Regions from separate parts of the Mus musculus genome. Here regions 1, 3 and 4 are each linked to region 2. Evidence: chromatin contacts called from public Hi-C and promoter capture Hi-C data. All regions are on one chromosome and are shown on one strand. The core of a region is the stretch at or near the end of the contact, and the rest is flanking DNA. Distances in the headings are between cores, read along the strand shown. Region 1 holds the start of Lrrc58 (leucine rich repeat containing 58). Region 2 holds the start of Wdr5b (WD repeat domain 5B). Region 3 holds the start of Hacd2 (3-hydroxyacyl-CoA dehydratase 2). Region 4 holds the start of Stxbp5l (syntaxin binding protein 5-like).

Region 1 (5,320 bases), core at 1,668-4,167, 1.8 Mb before region 2:
AAGCTGCTGCTTTCTTTAGGAGTACAATTCTGCAATGAGCCTTTTGGCCTACATCCAAGTAGAATTCATTATCTAAATCTTTGCTGATTCCTATTAGTAGAGAAATAAAGTGCAACAACAACAACAACCAGGATGCAAAAATTCAAGTCAAGAACATAGTGACCAACAGCCTTGCGTAGTTGTTGTCAGTACAGAAATCAGCTCAACCAGGTATACATGGCCTGACCCAATCCTCTGAATTGCGTATTTCCCAGAAAAGAAGCCTAGACACTCAAGTCCTAGCCCTAGCTGGCCACTGTGGAAAATTCTTGAATTTGGCATCAGAGACCCCAGTATTCAAATCCAGTTCTACTTAATAGGTTTGTGATCTTGAGAGAGACCTCATTTCTCTGAGCCCTTGTTTCTTCCTCTAAAAATGGAGAGTGCCTCATCTTAGAATCATTGACTACTCTCCCTGGGCTCCTCCTAATATGCTAGATTGTGGCTCACGCCTTTAATCCCAGCACTTGGGAGGCAGAGGCAGGTGGATTTCTGAGTTCAAGGCCAGCCTGGGCTACACAGAGAAATTCTGTCTCGAAACAAACAAAACCAAAAAAACAAAAATAACAAAAATAATAAAAAATTTTAAAAATACTTGATTGAAATAAAACACGACATGTTAAAATTAAGAGGAACCAAAGTCTGTCCAATGAACATAATCTCCCCTTACCTGTCCTATATCCTACCTTTCCCTAGTACTCCTGTTGTAGGTTACCGGTGTCTACCACAATGGCCTCCTAACCAGCCCCCAAATCCCTTCTCCTTCATTCAGCCCCTTGCCACTCCACAGGAACAAACATGTGCACTCAGAATACAACCCACACTCTATGGAAGTCTTCAAGATGTGACACCCTCTGAGTGTCCCCGGTTCTTTGCAATGATCATCTTTCAGCAGTTCTTTTCCTTGCTCCTGGACTTTCACACACACTCTTCTTTTTACCTGGATTGGTCCAATGGCTCACACTCAAATCTTCACTGTTACTTCCTTCAGAAGGCTGACTCAAACGGCACTTACTCAAGAACCAAAATAGGTCAAATCCCTGTCATTCTATCTCAGGGGATTAGCCCCAGAACTTAGGAAAATGTTGGGACACATCAAGTACTGTGTAAACATCTATCGAGGAGCAAATTAAGGGACACTGTGTCCAGATGCCTCATTTGGCAAACAGGAAGTGCTAAGTGACCAGCAGAAGGGTGAGATGTGAAGAAAAAGTCTTATTCCTGGGTCAATGTTTTCCCTGTTAACTCGAAGGTTCTTTCTGGCTCCACATTCTTTTATCTTGGCTAACCAATTAAAAGAGAGGAAAAATATTTAACAAGTGGAAGATGCTTTCTTGTTTTGCTTTGACTCCCCTGCAGGGCACATTAGAGCACTTCTATTATCCTCTCTGCACCTCCTCACTCCAGTACACTACTGACTAAGCCACTAGGAGATAGGACAGACAGTTCCTGTAAAGAAGGAATCACATTCAGTAACATACAGTAACACAGATACAATGGTATGATGTGTGACACACAGAGGAAGTAATTTGGCTCTAATTGTCCTGGGAACAGTTTTTTTTTTTTTTTTTTTTTTTTTTTTTTTTTTTTTTAGAATTACAGAAAAGACTCCTAAGATAAAATTTTGAAATGTGAATAGTTCCTCAGGGTCAAAGGAAGCGCAGCGTGGTTTTTTTTTGTTGTTGTTGTTTTTGGGTTTTTTTGTTTTTTTTTTTTGTACCCAACCCCAACCCCACAATTTAGTGAAGCTGCCTTTCTGGGTGTGTGTGTGTGTGCAAGGCTCACTGACTCCACAAATGGTACTTTGGGTATCGGGAAAAGAGGGGAACTGGAAATAAAAACCAAGGAAGTAGGTCAGCACCTCCTACGCCACGTTAAATGCCACTTTGATGCAAACGCATGGAAAGTCTCGGAAGACTTAACCAGTAAGAAATCGCCAACCTCTGTTAACGGGAGCCCTTTTGACTCCCTGTCTAGACTCAAGAAAGAAGGCGAAGTCCGGCTTAGTGGCGCATGTCTTTTAGCCCCAGATTTGGGAGGTAGAGGCAGGCGGAGCTCTGTGAGCTTGAGGTTAGCATGGTCTCCACAATGAATTCCAGAGTTCATTGGGGGGCGCGGGGGGCGTCGAAGACCTGCGGCAGGCCAAACACAACCCAAAGGCTACCACCCACCCACCCACCCTTGGTCAGACGCTACGGGTGACAATGGCTCGCCTAGTCCCCCTCCCCCTCCAACCCGGTGCCACGGAGCTCGGGCCACCGCCCCGCTCCCCACCCCCGGGACTCGCCGCCGCTCACCTCCGCAAGTTCTCGATCTCGGCGGGGATGCTCTGCAGCTGGTTGCCGCCCAGGCTGAGGGTCTGAAGGGCGCGCAGCTCCAGCAGCGAGGCGGGCAGCTCCTGGAAGCAGTTGCCGCTGAGGTTGAGCACTTGGAGGCTGCGGCAGAGCGGCGACTGGGCCAGGCCCTTGGGCAGCGAGCCCGGGCCGCCGAGCCGGTTGTTCCTGGCCAGCAGCGTGCGCAGGCCGCTCAGCGTCAGCAGCTCGGGCCCCAGCGCCGTGAGCGAGTTGCCGCTCACGTCCAGGAGCTGGAGGTGCGGGAAGCCGCCGCCCAACGCCCGCGGCAGCGACGTCAGGCGGTTGTAGGGCAGCAGCAGCCGCAGGAGAGCCTCGCGCGCGCCGCGCCGCTCCTCGGCGCGCGCCTCCAGCTCCGACTCCAACGCCTCGGCCGACACGCTGAGGCGGGACCAGTTGAGTTCGGCCTCCCCGAGCGCGGCCTCCTCCATCCCGCCGGATCCCGGGCCCGCGAGCCGAGGCGGCGCGCCCCGGAACCTAAAGCGAGCGCCGCGTCGGAAGTGGCGCGGCGCGGCCCGGTACGGCCCGGGCGCTCACCCCCGCGCGCCCTCCGAGTCACGCGATGGTCGGCGCCGGGTGCGCGCGCCGCTCCGGGGGCCGGGCTCCGCCTCACGTGGCGCACGGCGCGGCGTCCGCTGCGCAGGAGCCGAGGCCTGGCGCTCCCGGGAACCGTGTGAGGGAGCTGTGCTCGCCCGGGCGTCGCGGGGCTCGGTGGGCGAGCCGGAGGCCTGAGGCTCCCCGGAGCGGGCAGCTCGCCCTTTATAGTGTGGCACCCGGTGGTGGCCTTGGCCGCCAGAGTAAACAGCTCCGGGGCTGTTGATCCCGCCCGGGGGCCTGCGCGTCACGGGGCGCCGCCTCCTTTGTTCTCACTTGAGGCCGGGGCCCCCCCATTTTTGCGGGATCCAGAGAGAGTAGCCATGACGGGGACGTAGCCTGAGAATTTAATGTCTTCAGGAGAACGTGCTTGGTGGCCCCACGCCTCTCGTCCCCGCTCTGAAATGCAGAGGCAGCCGTACTGAGTCTGAGGCCCGCCTGACCTACATAGCCCAGGCTAGCCAGGGCTACACGGTGAAGAACAAAGGCCTCTTCGAAGCTAAAGCCAAAGTCGGAGATGGCTGTCGCCCCAGCTGGAAAGCATGCTTGAAGACCTTCCCTTCCCTGATTGCCTGTTGTTTCTTAAAGCATTGTCTAACGCGAGCGAGCCAAGACAGCCACAGCTATACAGTGAAACCTTGTTTGGAAAAAAAACAAACCCCAAAACAACAACAAAAAGCACCATTGTAAAAGTATTGTGTGTCCAATAAGAACTTTGTCCACGTCAATCACAGAATCACTCCTGTGGGCTTTGGTCCCTTGGGCATGGGAATGCGCTTGGGAGTTGGATATAGGAGCCCCCTTTATTAGATCTAGCTTACACTGAGCTCAGATGGAGAAAGCGTTCAAAGCACTCTGCAAGTGAGAACTAGATAGAATTTAACTGGGAAAGTCTTGACTCTAGCTCTAATTCACTAATTCCAGTAGATTTATTTTCATCCTGATCCCATTTCAATGTCAATCTTTTCTGAGATTTCGTTTTGTAATTTTAAAGTCATTAGTGGAAATAAGAGAAAAGCTTAGTTTCTTACCGAGCTTAAATACAAGAAAGTTAAAAGGTTATGTGATAACCAGTGGGATTAAATTGCTTTTTTTCCTAAAAATCATAACCTCATCTACTCAGTTGTGCAGATGAGAGACTTCATGCTACTTCACAGCTAAGCTTTATGATTGAGTTGTCATGTTTGTTAGTTTAAACAATCTATGAGTGGAATTTAAAAAATATGTGCCAGACATAGTAGTACCTGCTTTTAATCCCAACATTCAGGAGGCAGAGGTGGGAGTGTCTCTGTGAGTACCAGCCTGATCTACATAGTTTTAGGACTGTCAGGGTAACAAAAAAAAAGAAACCATGTCTAAAAAATAAAATAAAATCTGCAAGTGTCTTGAAGACATCTGATTTGGAAGTTCCTTTTTTAAAATGGACCTTATTTCAGATCAACCTAATATTCTAGAAGAAGCCCTACTGTGATCAAGAATACTTAATGCTTTAAAAATGTGTACTCTTGGTAAAACAACAAGCAGTAGCAATGTCAAACGAGGGAAAAAAACAAAACATGATTGAGAAAAAGAGCTAGCCTGTGTAAACATCAGGTAGTAGGGGAAAGATGATCTCAATAATAGAATCTGAAGCTATGCAGAAAGTCCTAAGTGGGGCAGAAACTCCTTTTTAAATAAACAGTGAAGGAAAGAGGGTAGAAAATGGAGCTGTAGCAAAGAAATGGGCAAACTGACAAAATTTAGAGTCTACTGCTTGAAGAGCTGTAGTATGACCTATTTTAATAAAGATTTGTGCTATCGATATCTGTTTGTTGAATTTAGGCTAGATGGAAGCAGATCGTCGAACAGAAACTGTCTTGTAAAAGTTGAACATGGTATTATTTTTGAAGCTATAACAAGAAAACGATCAATATCAACGTAAACAGTGTATCTCCTCAACCAGAATGGGCTCCCATGTAAAGAAAAGCTCTTCATTTTCATTTTTTAGTGCATGCCCTTATATTCAACTCCCTACCATTCACTGCAGGCACGATTTGTTTATAATTAAATTTTTTTTAATGTGTGGTTTTTGGAGACAGGGTTTCTCTGTGTAGCCCTGGCTGTCCTGGAACTCACTCTGTAGACCAGGCTGGCTTTGAACTTAGAAATCCGCCTGCCTCTGCCTCCCTAGTGCTGGGATTAAAGGTGTGCGCCACCACGCCCGGCTATAATTACTTTTTATGCAAGTGTAATAAGTCACGTGGTTCTTCACAGCTTGCTTATACATGCGTATCATTGTGGCTTTGCCTCTTCAATCCACCCTCACTCTCCCTTGCCACCCAGCCCTTCCCGCCAGA
Region 2 (4,701 bases), core at 1,847-4,346:
CACATGCAGAGAAGGGGGAGCTGTGTATTTCTCTCCCGGGAGGGGGTGGAAGGTGTGTAGAGAGCATGACTGTCCAGTGTCCAGGCAGCTGACCACTCCTGGCCTGTGCTGCACAGCTAGCCTACTGCTCTCAGCACAAGGGGAGAACAGCCTTCCAGACCTGCCATCATCTCTCCAAATGTATTTCCTTTTAGGCTGCGAAAAGACATGAGTCTTTAACAAGCTTGAACCTGGAAAGGAAAGCCCGTCTGAGAGAGGAGGCAGCTATGAAGGCCAAAACAGACTAGAAGTATTTGGAAAACCCAGGAGTAAGGCTGCAACAAGAAACCTGCTTTACAAAGGATACAATCTGAGACTCACTTTGCAGACATGTATTTTGCACAGATGTATTCCACTTCCCTATTAATGCTGTAGAGGAACAAATACATTTTCTTAAAGAATGACTTGTCTTTGTTTTGTTGCTTTCATCCAAGTAAAACCTAGCCTCCCCACTGTGCAAAGTGGAAAAGAGGCAAATAATTCCAAGTTTATAGTATTATCTCTTCTTGGGAGTATCAGGTTCATTAGCTAGCTTCTTCTCACCTACCAAAGGTGAGACATGAGTCCTATAGGTCTCTCTTATGTATACCATGCCTGACAGGATAAGAAGCCAGGGTGTCTTTGTGAAGGCTGGCTCCCCATGCACTGAATGGTCTGGCATGGCAGTAGGCAGAGGCATTTTGAAGAGCCTTTGAGAATGCCCTGGCATGAGAGTAGTCTGGCCATGAGTTTTGAGTTATTCATCCTGGACTTTCTGGGGGACAACTGCTACCTCCTAGTTCATGGCTTGGCTCCCAATCAGTCCCTTTCCTACCCTCAGGGTATTACATTTTGTACTTAGGAAAACGCCATGCCTGTACTTCTAAGTGTTGGAAAGTAACCACTTAGATCAGTACATCTCCATTAGCTTGTCCTTAGGCTAGCAAGGTGTCTGGTATGCGGGTAGTTTCTGCTGTTAACACTTCACTGACTCTCACACGCCTCCCGAGAGCTAACATGACACGACATTCTAGCCATCAGACACGAGAGCTCTCAGTTAACAGCTGTAACTTTAAAGGTACCACGTGCCACTGTCTGGGAACTTACGGAGACGCACATATGATGGAACGCTGCCTATGGCTTCAGAAATCTAATGGTCCATATGCTGTCTAGCTATATGTACTTTCTGCCTTTGCTTCATTTTAGGTATCAAATGCTTTGATTTTTGTCACTTTCATATTTATCATCAAAAAGCACTGTGTGTGTTGTATGTGTTGGATAGTTTATCATTCATAGAACAAACCGGACCATGATTTATTGTCCCCAACTTGACAGATTAATTTGGCAATTTGATGCCCAATCATATTGAATAACAAAAATATACAAGTGACATGTAAAATGTCTCCAATCCTCTCATTGCCTCCCTAATGTCACTGCCCTTAATGACCTCCCAAACCAGAGGCTACACGTCCCTCCTCCCCTGGGTCATCCTGTTGTGTCACCTTTCCAGATATTCCAAAAACCTTACCCCCCTGGGAAAGCCAGTGAAAGAATGAGGCTCTGTCCAGGGGTGAGCACAGGAGATTCCTAGCAGGCCTCAAGACTAGGATTCACAAGCCCTAAGTCCTAGACCTGTTTTTACAAGGGTCTCACTTTGCAAAGTAAGATGATTCAGACTCAAGGACAGTTTAAGCTTTGCCAGAATCCAGAGAGACCATCCTTTGGATTTTGTGTCTAACTTGGCTTTCCTCATCGCCTGCCAGAGACTTCAGCAGTCACTCGACCACACTTTAATTGTCTTGTCATTTTCTAGTGCTGCTGATGCGATGATGTTTTTTGTAGGGTGACAGGCTGCTGAGATCACCACATCTGTGTGACCTTGCAACCTCTGTACAATCTCTTTAGTCTGAAGATTCCAGATGTAAACCATGTTGTCCTCTGAACCAGACACAACCCACTTTCTACCAGTAACCGAGAAACTGGCAAATAGGCAGTATTTCTCATTCTTATGACCAGTGTATGTCTTCAGGCATCTGCCCCTGCTGTAATCCCACAGTTTAAGAGTATTGTCCAAAGTTGCAGTGAGAATGTATTTACCATTTGGAGAAAATTTTACAAAAGACACTGGAGGGTTGCCTTCATCAGCAAGTGTCCTTAAACACTGGCCTGACGCAGCATCCCAAATTCTACAAAGCCCATCATAGCTCCCGGACACTATCAAGGACCCATTACAATTAAAATTTACGGCAGAAATGGGGTCCGAATGTGCAGACAAAGTCTTGAGGCATTTTCCTGTTTTTACTTCCCATATTTTCACACTCTCATCAAAAGAGCCCGAAACGATGAGGTTGGATGGTGGGTTGAAGTCACAACAGAAGACGAAATCGCTGTGCCCCTTCAGTGTTTTCAGACATTTTCCAGATCTCATATCCCATACCTTTAGAGTCTTATCATCTGAGGCTGAAACTAGACGACTAGAATCTGAAGACCAGGCAACATCTGATATTTCCAGACTGTGACCATAGAGTGTTTTCTTACAATTCCCATCGTATGCTCCCCAAATTATAATTAGTGCATCAGCTGCAGAACTCGCTAGCCATTCGCCATTAGGACTAAATTTAACTGATGATATGGCCGCCGAGTGCCCCGCAAGAGTAAGTCTGAGAGCATAGTTGGGTTTCTGCGGCTCTTCCTCGCGCCGGGGGGCAGAGAGAAGTGACTGTGCTCTCTCTGCTGGCAGATGCTCGGTCGCCATAGATCCGGCTCTATAATTTGCGCGGGCTTCCCGCCCTGAAACTTACAGAAGTTAAAACTTGCGGTTGGAAGGCGGATGGTTTTGATTGTAACATGGGCTCCTCTATAAGGTCCGTTCCCAGTCAGCAACGAAGTTTGAACCACTCCCCGTCTTGCTTTCTTCTATAGCATCACGGATCACAGTGATCCTGGGATCCGTACTCGTGTCAGATGCTGTCAAAGGACTAGGCCGATCCGCGGGGGTTCGGGGCTGCACCTTTCCTCTTCCACGCCCTCCGCAGCTCCAAAATGTCTGGGAACCTCAAGCAACAGATGACGTCACACAAAACAGGATTTATGAGAGGCTCAAGTAGAGCCCAGGACGACGCTAGGTACGCATCCTGCCAGGCTGCGCACGCGCCGAAGGAGACATGCATTTTCTTCCGGTTCTCCAGGACAGGAAGTTGACACTGAACCCGGTTTTTTTCCCTGAGAGAGCTGGGTGCAGGAAAGGGCGCAGCAGGCACTTCATGAAGGCTGTGCATATTGAGGGTACCTCTGTCCACACCCACCCCGACTGAGTTTAGCTGCCAAGATTATAATAATAATAGCTGCCTGTGTGTGTACTTTGCGAATGCAATACCTACCCTCAGGGTCAGGAGTCCCATCATCCTGGAAATGGAGTTACAGATGGTTGTGAGCTGCCTGTAGGTGCTGGAAGGTCCTCTGGAGAACTGCCAATGATCTTAACCACTGAACTACATCTGAAGCCTGGACTACGGTGACTTCTGATATAGAGATTATATCATCAATTCAAAAACTTTCCATTTTTATTAACTCACCTAAAGCACATTGAATAACAAATTTTAGGCTTTATTTCAAGTAAATATATATTTTTCTAATGACTAGAAAACCAAAAGGATATAATGGGTACAACCTAGGAGCTAAACCAGGATGGTGATGGACCTTTAGTTCACTACACACACAAGCACGAGGGACAAAAGATGCGCAGACTTGGTACGTTGGTAGGATTAAGACATGACTTGAACTTTGAAGGGTAAAACGCACTTTTTGATGTGTAGGATACCTTGTGTATAAATAGCATTGGGGACTCCCAAAAAGAAAAGGCTGTAAGTAAAACTGTTTGTCGTTACTCATGGTCTAATATTAACAAACTGTCCTAACAAATTACTAGGATCTGCTTAGCTCTCAGGAAGGAGATTTGGTGACAGTGTTCACCAGGAAATAGTAATCCTAAATGGCAGCAAGCAGAGCAGGATCCTGAGCTCCTAAGCAGTAGCATGTCTTCCTTTAAAAAAAAAAAAAAAAAAGATTTATTTATAATATGTAAGTACACTGTAGCTGTCTTCAGACACTACAGAAGAGGGCATCAGATCTTCTTACAGATGGTTGTGAGCCACCATATGGTTGCTGGGATTTGAACTCCGGGTGCTCTCAACCACTGAGCCATCTCACCAGCCCGCATTTCTTCCTTTTACAACAAGCTACCCTTCGCGTAAGGGGACCTCTAGGTTTTGCTTTGTTCACTGAAAAAAAAAAAAATCAAAAATCTGTTTCTCCTTTAAAAAACCATTTAAAAAAAAAAAAAGAAACATGTGCCAGACTTATATGGTCTTCGAAGATTACTCCTATCTGGACTGTTTTAACTGGTTTCCTCAAAGCAGCTTTTGGGAGTAGAAATCCAGTTCCCAAGCCTCTACCCAATCTGGAAAACCTATTCAGACTAAACAGGAAGGACTGAGCACCGCCTGTAACTGAGTAGCTTTAAAAAGCTGCGCTCCCGCGCGCGCGCGCGCACGCACACACACACACACACATATCGTGCTATCCTTGTAAAACCACATGCTTATAGCTTGCTGCCCACACCACTCCCCCCGAGCCCTGCACTATTTTGTCCTCAACACTGGTCTTTTGTGTTTTATTTCTCCT
Region 3 (5,266 bases), core at 2,225-4,724, 1.0 Mb after region 2:
ATAATAAAGGCTATGGTAGCTCCCCTTAGCCAGGTATGCTCTCACCAGCCCAACTGCTATCACCAGCCACCTAGTAAAAAACAAAGTACAATTAGAAGAGGAAAGCAAGAGTACGCTGGACTCAAGACAATAAAGACATAGGAATAGCAGAGCATGTTCAAAAGATTGAAAAAGACCCGAGATTTACCAAGTGCTGTGGTGTGCTGCCCACATGAAGGGCATGGTGCCGAGTAACATTATTGTGAGGTGGCACCGTTAAGAGCTGAGACCTAGTGAGATGTATTTAAGTCATCAGGGACATGCCCTGACAGAGCCTCTGGGACCCTGGGCCTCTTTCCTTCCCTCTTCTGTGGCATGGTCATGAGGTGAACAGTTCTGTTCCTGCTGTGTCACTGACCCAGTGTAAGGAGGCCCTCAACTGTGGGACGCAATCACCAAACTTTGCACCAAAACAAACCTTCCTTTTTTGCATGTGGATTATTTCAAGTGTGGTATAAAAATCACTGTCCTTCACAAAGACCACACTGTAGCACAAATAAGTGTTACACTACCTACAACATCCTGTAAAATAAAATTACGTGGTGGCAGCTCACTTGTCTAGAACTCGGCTCTCTGATAAACCTGTCTGCTGAGAACAAGGCCAATGCAAAGGGAATAAGTTATTATGGTCTTTGTGCAGTGAAATCAGGTCCCAGAAAGTCTAATGGAACGAGGGGCTCAATTTTAATTGATTTATGCTGTTAAAGGGTCTTTAATAATATTTAGACGGGAAAAATACTTTAAACTATTTTATACAAGTGCCTCAGTGGGACAGGTCCGTATATCGTGATCTTATTTAAATTACATACAAAATATGAATAAAAGTTGCCTTTGAAAATGGATAGTTTTCAATTTCTCAAGACCAAATGAGAAGAGATCAATAAGTGTATTGATTAGAAACCCACGAAACCAGAAAGCACCAGGACATCCAGTTGTGGGTCTTACCTTTCTGCTTGACCTTCCTCCTCAAAAAATTAATATTAGGCCTTGTGGCTTCCTGTTAAATTTTATAAGGAAGCAAATGGAACCTGGTCATTAAGGCCCATCTCAGAAAGAGCAGATTCAACTAAATGTACACACTCAACTAGGCAACAGTATATATGTTCTACACCTACAAACTATCATAGAGGGACATTAAATAAGGGTTTATAACAGAAGAAATAAATTCCTTACTAGCTTAACTGGCCAGCATGGGCAGTAACAAATTAATGTTCAAGTTGATTAAAGCATTAACTTCCCTCTCAAAATTCCGATTTCTGGGCTGGAGAGATGACTCAGTGGTTAAGAGCACTGACCTGCTCTTCCAGAGTTCAGTTCCCAGCAGCCACATGGTGGCCCGCAGCCACCTGGAATGAGACCTGATGCCCTCTTCTGGTGGGTCTGAAGACAGCAACAGAATACTCCCATACATACATAAGTAAGACCCTACTCCTCATTCTTGTGTTCATCGCCCAGAAAGGAGGTCTTTCCTCATTAGAGGACTGTGACATCGCTCTTCAATACAATGCTTCTACCAACATCTTTGCTAGAACAGGAATCGTACATATATGTGTATAGAGAGAGTTCTAAATGTTCTCCTAAAAAAATAATAATCTGGGGACATTTATGAGAACAACAACTTGTAGCTGCAATAGTTCTTTATTGACTTAAGTTTAGATCCAGGGATTTTGAGAACTTGTATAATCACATGCAAGCCTGTGTTCCTTTCTTTTCTTTTTCTTTTTTGTCTTTTTGGTTTTGTTTTTCTTTGAGACAGGATTACACTGTGTAGCCCTGGCTATCCTGAAACTTGCTCTGGAGACCAGGCTGTTCTTTAACTCAGAGATCCACCATGCCCAGCCTGAGGGCATGTTGTTTCAACACCTCCTATCTGCAATACTAACAATCAGCCTACCACCCTCCAAGCCTATTTCTTCATTAAAAAGCAACATAATTTCTTTAGGCTTACAACGTTTGTGCAAGTGTGTATTATTGGCCTGTGCTAATACCAGCATCTGAGGAACATACAAAATTAGCTGATTCAAGTAAAGTGATTTGAAACAGGGTTTCACCGTATATATGCATTTTGTGTATATTTTAAGTTTTGATCCCTGCCAACGTATTTCCTACTGTAAAAGATAATTAAGAATGGATTTTCAAAATACAGTTTTAAATTTTTTCTGTATACTTGAAAGTCTTACAAAAAAAAAAAAAAAGCCATAGTGCTAGCACAGTAGTAGAGTACAAGCAAGTGTGAGGCCCTAAGTTCAATCGCCAGCACCAGTAAACAAACGGATGAATGCTTGCTAGGGAGTCAAGAGTGGTGTGGCACAGGCCCCTGATTCCAACAGTCACAAGATTGAGGCAGGAGAATCACAAGTTCCAGGCGAGCCAGGACTACATAATGAGTTCTGGTCAAAAAGAAAAAAGAAAAAAAAAAAAAAAAAAAAAAAAAACGGGAAAAGAAAGAGAAAAGGGAAGGGAGAACAGAAGGCAGGAGAAATTGCACCTAAGAAGTTTTACGACTTAGGAATTTCCTGACAATTTAAATTTATATGGTGATCCAGCTCACCAAAACCACCGGATTGCGAAACTGGATTCACCTAGCCCAACTCTACCTAACTGGGGGGGAAACAAAAAAACAAAAACAAACAAAAAAAAAAAAAAACCAAACCCACTAGAGACCCAGAGAAAGAAGCAGGTTTCTTCAAAGTCCCAGGGCGAGTTGTGTGAGAACTGGAACTAAAAGCCCTGCTATGAAGAGACAGACTTGAAATGGGGTAGACACCATCCCCAGAGTCGATTCTCTCCCTATCTCAACTTGCCCCAAGAAAATCTAAGTAATCCCCCTCCAAAGTCTCCGCCCCGGTCTCGGACCGCTCCGGCTCGGGCGGCTGGCGGAAAACTTCGACCACGTTCCTACCGCCTCCCAGACGAACGCTCCCGCCTGGGTTTTGAAAGCGGCCGCCTAAATGAATGATCTCCGCAGCCAGGCGGGCTTCCTCGCCGGGCTGGGGAAGTGCTGACCGGCCGCCCGGGGCTGGCCTCCGCGCCGCGCCGCGCCGCACCTGTGGCCCGCCCGCTCGCCCGCCCGCCCGCTCGCCCCGCCGCGGCCCTGACCAGGCAGCTCTGCGGCCAGCCTGCCCCATGCTCGCCCCGCGGCCGCCCCGGGCTGCGGGTCCGACCCCGCCGGTCACAGAGCTCGCTCCCCGCCTCCCCGGGGAGGGAGCTCCAGCCTCACCCCGCCGTCATCACCACATTGTAGATGACCAGGTACGCCGTGGCCACAGGCCCGGGGCCCTTCTTCTTCCGCGCGCCGCTGCTGTCGCCAGCCCCGACTCGGCCACTGCCGCCCCCATTCCCCTTGGTCGCTGCAGTCGCCGCCGCTGCCGCCATGTCAAGCGCCCGCAACCCCGCTCCCCTCGCGCCTGCACCTCAGACCCAACTGGGCTCTACGAGGGGGCGGAGGAAGGGACGAGGGAGAGGCGGGGCCGCGGCACGGGGCGGAGCCGGGACAGCGCCCACGGGGGCCGCCATCTTGGATGAGGGCAAAGACGCTCCAGGCGCTCGTCTCCGTAGCCGCCATCTTGGATAGGGGTAATTTCCTCCCAACTTCCGGCGCACAATCCGTGTGGGCATCCAGCGCCAGGTTTGATCAGGTTAATGTGAACCTGGGCCTCACTTGTCAGGCCTGTTCTTACGGATAATTTGTCTCTGGTCATTTGCTATCTTATGACCATCTCTTCCTGCTGGATCCAAATGATATGTCCTGGTCCTCGGTAACTTTAGCCTCTACCAGGTACCAGGTATCTTTACCCCTGTACACAGTTGCCCAAGTAGCTAGAGGGTGATTGACGTCAGTTAAGCTGTGTGTCCTGTTCAGAGAGCAGAAGGAACCAGCATTTTTGTAACATATTATCTTTCTCTTCTAATTGTAGCCAACTCGGGGAAATAGCCTTCAACAATTTCTTCCCTGTCTTTGGATTTTTTTTTTTTTAAACCTGCTCTCTTGGACACTCCCAACAGTCTCTAAAGGTTAGCCAGTTTTTCTCCATTTGTAGGCCTGCTTTTTATTAAAGAGGATTAAGGTCAATCAGTGGTTAGTGGTGGACCTTGTAAGGCAGTAAAGAGTTGTTTATACCTACAGGTTATGGGCTAGGTGGGAGGGAAATACTTCTACTGAGTTAGATCAGAAATAACTTCTGAAAGCTCCTTTAATCTGCTGACCCCACTCATTTCTTTTTTTAGTACTTTCTTCATAAAAAGTACCTTACTATCAGTGTTCATAAATATACTGGCATTTATGTAATGTAATAAAATATGTATTGATTCCAAGAAGTACTTGTGGAGCATATACAAGGTTGTATTGGAAAATATACATATTTCAAAATAAATGAAAGAAACAAACGTCGTCAGTCTTCAAGAGATTACACAGAAGGATCCAGGAATGAATCGATATGAATTAGCTGGTGAAAAGTGGTATCAGAAAATTATTACAATGATCCAGGTCACAATGATAGTGATTTAAGCCAGTGTGATAATAGTTGAAGTGAGGAACATTGAATTCTCAGAATATTTTAGAGTTAGTGAAATGTGTTGGGTAGAACATTTGGTTTTAAAGGAAGGTAAAAGGAGCATTCAGATTGCTTGGGAGAACAAGCTGTAAAAAGAAGTAAGTTTGAGCTGGACGGTGGTGGCTCAGGCCTTTAATCCCAGCACTTGGGAGGCAGAGGCAGGCGGATTTCTGAGTTCGAGGCCAGCCTGGTCTACAGAGTGAGTTCCAGGACAGCCAGGGCTACACAGAGAAACCCTGTCTCCCCAAACCAAAAACCAAAAAATAAAAAAAAGAAGAAGAAGAAGTAAGTTTGAAGGCAGAAGTCAGGACTTTTATGTTTAGCTTGAAATCCTTTTTAGAAATGTAAGTGGAAATGTGGAAGAGACAATTAGATTTAGACTCTGAGGTTCAGGAAGACCTGCAGGCTAGAGATTTGAGAGCTTCAGGATGCTAGGATTGAAAGTCATGATGCACCCCCAGAAACTGAGAGGTAGGAGCAGAGAAATTGCTGAATTCTCATCCTTACCTGCTCTCAAAGACTGTAAAGACATCCTGCTGCCTTTTCCCCTGACTTTTAAAAGAACATGTGAAGGAGGAAGGTACAGGTTTAGTTTTCAACATCCCTTACTCCATCATCTGACCTCAAAAATCACCAAGCACACACATGGTACATATACATACATGCAGGTGAAA
Region 4 (5,074 bases), core at 1,599-4,098, 1.3 Mb before region 2:
ATTCATCAAGTACTCCTTTCTATTAGAAGTGTCACATGAGTATAGTTTTTTGTGCAATTTTTTTGATTGCTCTTTCAGTGTAGAAAAGTAGCTTAGATCCCCCTCATTGTTGGCTTGAGTCCAAGATTGTAACTCCTTAAAGTGAGCTGTACTTTCTTTTCGACACATATTCTAAACACCTTCCAGTTTATTAGCTTTGTTGATTTGATTATTAGATTTGTGATTTACTTATTTTGTTGCAAGTATCAAGCTCAGGCCACTTTTCTTTCATATAGCTCTTTATACTTGTCACATGGGCAGGAAGAAGCCAGGAGTGATCATTACTTAACCCAGCTCTAGCATTTTCTATATTGTTTATAGGCTATATTGTATCTTCTGATCTCATTCCCTTTCCCAAATGTTTATACAATAACACCCTGTTGCTTTTTAACTCAGGATGGAATGTGCATTCACAAATATTTCATTATGATTCATGTAGTAAGATTCTTTTTACTGTTTCCCAACATACAAGGTGCCTCCTGCCTTTTGTTATCTTATATTCAAGTTAACATATGCTGGATATTCACCATGTATAAGTTATTGTGCTACTGTAGAGAATTGCTAATATTTAAAATTATGCCAGAGAGTCCTAACTATAGTATTTCATTTTATTTTTAATTTTATGTGTGTGTTTATTTAGGAGAATGAAAGCACAGCCCTGCACAAGTTAGACAAATGTTTTACCACCGAGTCACCTTACCAGCTGTTTTAACTTTCTAATATTTATTGGAAACGTGTATATTTTGACACAACATTTCTTCTACTTTTCATACCTATTTGTCATCCCATCTGGACTGCTGTGTGTTTTATAGCTTTTTTTTTTAACTTAGCAGGTTGTTGAATTCCCTTCATGATCTTTGTTAACTTGTTTAATATGCTTTTCCTTTATCAGTTCTGGTTTTTTTTTTTTTTCATAGAATACATTTGTGATAGTATGATGCTTGTGATGAGTGACCTAAGTTTTGTTTGTAAACATTTTATGTCTCTTTGCTGAACTGGAATATCTTCTTCCTTCACTTTTACCAAAAGGCCAGACCTCCACATGCTGTGGGCTTGTTTTCATATTGACCCTTAAGTAGGTAGGTCAAATTTTGCTGAAGCAAAGAAAGCATTCTAAATCCATCACTCTATTTAATAATGGTTAACTCACCAAATCGCCTCCTTTCAAAGAAAAGCTAGACGTAAAAAGAGGAAGAAAATCTTTTAGCTCTCATTAACTCCGATGTTTGGAAATGAACAATGGGCCAGAAAGGAAAAAAAAAAAAAAAAAAAAGGCAACAGGAGACAGCAAAAGACAGGTATTGTTAGGTATCTGATATAGGATTTAGAAGCACTTCAAGATCCAGTTTATAACACATATGAAATTTGTTTCCATACTTATTTTTCACTCCTCCCAAGCATGATAAGTTAGATATCATCTCATAAATCTTTATCTTATAGCCAGTAACTAATCCATTGTCTAAAGCCCTTTGAATGCTCTTTCTAAGAGAAATACTGTGCCAGGTACTAAATTAACTAGAAGCACAAAGTTCTACTCCTTAATGGTTATTAAGAAAATCACTATCTGGGTTTGACCGTGAAAGTGTGAGAGGGTTACAAAAAGAAGTGCTGCAAGTGTTAAGGAGTAGAACATTCAAAATGAGAATGTGAATACCGAGCTGAGTTTCCGAAAATCTGAGCGCGATTTGATCGCCATGGTTTCTTTGCTATTTGCCTGAGTAATTCATAAGGCATTCAAGTCTTCCCTTTCTCCCCTCTCATCTCTGACAGAGAAAGGGATGGGTCTGGAAGTGGTGTTTCATACCTAAGATGTAGGACAGTAAATATTTGGGACGATTTCTAATGATCCCTGTTGCTTAGATTAAAGTGTACAGTTAGTTATGGACCTTGAGCCTTTTACCAAAAGCCAGTCAGGGCTCAGAACTACATCACCTTCTTCACAATGGTGCGATGTTTCTTTTTCCTGTATGGAATAGAGTATTTTCCAAAATGATTCAAATGAGAAAAAAGCTTAAGATGCATCTTGTCATGATTTGAGAGAAATGTTTCCTCAAAAATTTAATTTGTCTATGTGGAGAAGGGGAACGCTGGTCTATTTCCATAGGCTGTATAAAGTAGGCAAATCATTTCCTTAAGATTTGGAAGCCAACATTTCCACCGAAAACCAATTCATTTTGGTACAGATGACTTAATGGAGAGAACTAACAGTTTGTAGGGATTATTTACAAATCTACGTTCAACGCATATAGCAGGGCAGCGAGATCGTCTATTAGATGCACCTGGCCCTGGTGAGCAGAAATAGATTCAAGGGGTGCTGGGGGGTGGGGGAAGGCTGCAAAATAAGCCCGGTCCAAAAGCCGGGTCCACAATACAGTCCAGAGCACGACCTAAGGTAACCCTTTCTGCAGCCTGGGACTCCCGGAGCGCAAGTTCTCAAGCTTGCAAGCATTCTATTGATTCACACTTGCGTCCTTCAACAGGTAGCACCAATTACAGCCCCCAAAGCACGGCGCCAAGGCATACTGGCTAGTATGGCTGTCAATCAAATACATCACCTACTTTCCTAAATGATCCCCTCCTCCTGTCACTGGCTTTTTCTCTGACCTATCCCCAAACTTCTTTCCTGCCTGGAATCCCTAAGACTTAGGTCAGTGGAGCTTGTGATTGGCGAGAGGATGTCCCGCCCCCCTGGTGCCCAGAGTGCCCCGCCCCCGGCGCGAGAGTCTGGGAGGGAGGAGGGTGCGGGCCGACTGGGGCGGGGCCTACCTCCCACGGCGGGGGCGGAGCCTGAGACAGACCCGCCCGCTCGGTTAGGACCTCGGAGAGCGCCAGGCACCAGGACCAGAGGGACCCGAGAAGCGGCCGGATCCGGGCTGGACCTTCGCCCGCCTGTGAGCCTGCAGCCTCCGCGCCCTCCGCCTCACGGGCTGGCCGGCGGCTAGTGGCGTCTGAGGAAGGTGCTAAGTCTGGGGTCCCCAGGGACACCCGTGCTGTCCCATCGCGGCTTGCCCTCACACCTGTGCGCACGCCTGTGTGTGTGTGTGTGTGTGTGTGTGTGTGTGTGTGTGTGTGTGTGTGTGTGTGCCTGTGCAAGAGGGAGAGCGCGCCCGCGCAGCTGTCTGAGGTGCGTGTGGCTTCCCGGCTGTCTGTGAGGGCTCCAGGGCTCGTAGCCCGCGGTGGTAGCCTCAGCGCCCTGCTTGGCTGGGAGGGAGCGAGAGAGCCAGCTCTGCGCGCCCCGCAGGCTGAGGCGGGACTCGGGCCGCAGGCGTCACCGCCTCACATCCCCCGGAGAGCCGCTGCTGTGCAGAGGGGGAGCCGGGCGGGGAGGGGACACGGGAGACCAGAGGCGGGAGAGGGGCAGAAGAGAGGAGCTGGGGACAGGTGGAGGCAGGCGGTCCCCGCTCGCCCCTCCCGTCGGCTGTGGCCGTGAGTCACCGCAGATGTTTTGGGGTCTAGGTTTTTGGGTATATGGGATGGAAAAAAGCCATTTTTTTTCCTGTCCCCTAGTTTCTATTGAGAAAAAGGAAGCTTTGAAGATGATGGGATTGTGTGGGGGGGAGCCCCAAACATGGTGGAAGAGTAAATACTGGTTCCCCTACAACATCGTTTTTTCCGATAATAAAAATTTATGAGTTGACCCTGAAGAAGGAAAGCCCCCCTTTCAGAACAGTCCATAGGGTCTTGGTCTGTTGGGCTCTGGTTTGATTGTATAATAATGATGATATAATGCTAATGACGATGATGACACGGCCTTTTATTTTTACCCCAGTGCTGATAAAGCATAGCTACAGCTGGGGATAAAGCCCTTGAAAATCTGAATGTGCGAAGGAAGGAATACTGTTGCTCTTGGAGTTGTGTTCTCTTTATCTTATAAAGATATCCCTTTTAAAGTTAAAATTTGAGGACATGAAGCCCGAACCCCTCTTCCCCGTCGATTACATCCAATGCTCATAAAATGGGGACTAGCTACTCCTGCCTTGACTAATGAAAAGATAGAGGCTTTTGCCCCGTAAAATTCCATGTTTGTGACCACTTCTCTTTTCCTTTTAATTTTTCGACAGTGTTTAAAATGAAGAAGTTTAATTTCCGAAAAGTTTTGGATGGCTTAACTGCCTCTTCCCCTGGCAGTGGTAGCAGCAGTGGCAGTAACAGTGGTGGGGCTGGAAGTGGCTCTGTCCATCCAGGAGGGACTGCAGGGCTTCCGAGAGAGGAAATTCAGGAAAGCCTGACTTCAGACTATTTCCAGATTTGCAAGGTAAGTTTTGAATTGGCTTTAGGGCCTGTTATATTTCTACTTTACTGTTGTGAAGAAACAAGGAGACACACACACACACACACATACATTTGCAGGGCTGGAAATTGTTGAGACGTCAGTATCAAAGAGCCTAGTACTAAGTTGATTTGAATGAATAAAAACACTTTAGATATTAACTTTGGCATCGGTTTATAAGCAACAATGGTATTTTAAAGAGAAGGAAAAGACACACAAAAAGTAGTATTTCCAAGGTGTTAAAGCCAAATAAGTGGACAAAATACGTTTGTGTATACGTACTAAACTGAAGGAGAAATGACAGCCATTTGGCTTCCTGGGTTTTCATTCTGAGAAACTGTTATTCCTTTTCTCTGTCTAGTTGTAAAATGAATAAGGCTCTCAACATGTTGCTAGAATTAAGTAGATAATAGATTAATGTGCCCAGTGACAGTGTTCTAAAATTCTAGATATTAGAAAAAAAGGGATCTTAGACCCTTGATAAGCATACAAATCCTATGGGCTCAATTCTTGTGAGAACTCAGAATTCCCAGAAAAGCAAAGCAACGTGTTCTGATTCAGAGGAAAACATTTAGGCCATTATACTTTGATTTTGAGCTTCCAATGAACAAGCAGAATTTTGGACAGGGAAAGAAGATGAGAAATAGTAAAAAAAAAAAAATGTAACATTGCTATATAAAGATATTATAGTATTACTTTATGAGATGGTATATTTTCTTCATTGCTCTTTTTGGGTGTTACCTTTCAGTGTAATTTTGATATGAC

What was found. Promoter capture Hi-C pulls out the DNA fragments that hold promoters and counts their contacts. Hi-C and Micro-C count contacts between places; a contact is called where the count stands out from the background.
Region 1: a promoter capture Hi-C map of pre-B cells shows a contact between it and region 2, with 5 times the contacts expected there. The contact joins the promoter of Lrrc58 here to the promoter of Wdr5b in region 2. A contact is called at or near these places in 2 of 39 promoter capture datasets (liver and pre-B cells) and 1 of 484 Hi-C or Micro-C datasets (B cells).
Region 3: a contact with region 2 is called in a Hi-C map of CD8 T cells, with 7 times the contacts expected there. The contact joins the promoter of Hacd2 here to the promoter of Wdr5b in region 2. A contact is called at or near these places in 2 of 39 promoter capture datasets (hippocampal neurons and pre-B cells), 1 of 484 Hi-C or Micro-C datasets (CD8 T cells) and 1 of 115 datasets of contacts at active chromatin or transcription factors (astrocytes).
Region 4: a contact with region 2 is called in a promoter capture Hi-C map of liver, with 2.7 times the contacts expected there. The contact joins the promoter of Stxbp5l here to the promoter of Wdr5b in region 2. A contact is called at or near these places in 2 of 39 promoter capture datasets (hippocampal neurons and liver).

Annotation. Positions count from the first base shown.
Region 1 is chr16:37,865,997-37,871,316 of GRCm38.p6, reverse strand. Lrrc58 (leucine rich repeat containing 58) reads right to left here and starts at 2,917. Exons shown (of 4, transcript NM_177093.3): 1 at 2,337-2,917. The coding sequence starts at 2,821.
Region 2 is chr16:36,039,585-36,044,285 of GRCm38.p6, reverse strand. It overlaps Wdr5b (WD repeat domain 5B), which reads right to left and starts at 3,096. Exons shown (of 1, transcript NM_027113.2): 1 at 1,312-3,096. The coding sequence starts at 2,773. The coding sequence ends at 1,787. It overlaps Fam162a (family with sequence similarity 162, member A), which reads left to right. Exons shown (of 5, transcript NM_027342.2): 5 at 195-442. The coding sequence ends at 287.
Region 3 is chr16:35,020,629-35,025,894 of GRCm38.p6, reverse strand. It overlaps Hacd2 (3-hydroxyacyl-CoA dehydratase 2), which reads right to left and starts at 3,474. Exons shown (of 7, transcript NM_023587.2): 1 at 3,260-3,474; 2 at 1-70. The coding sequence starts at 3,414. It overlaps LOC105246106 (a long non-coding RNA gene), which reads left to right and starts at 3,550. Exons shown (of 5, transcript XR_876048.3): 1 at 3,550-3,824; 2 at 3,957-4,053.
Region 4 is chr16:37,382,732-37,387,805 of GRCm38.p6, reverse strand. It overlaps Stxbp5l (syntaxin binding protein 5-like), which reads left to right and starts at 2,848. Exons shown (of 28, transcript NM_172440.3): 1 at 2,848-2,996; 2 at 4,101-4,294. The coding sequence starts at 4,109.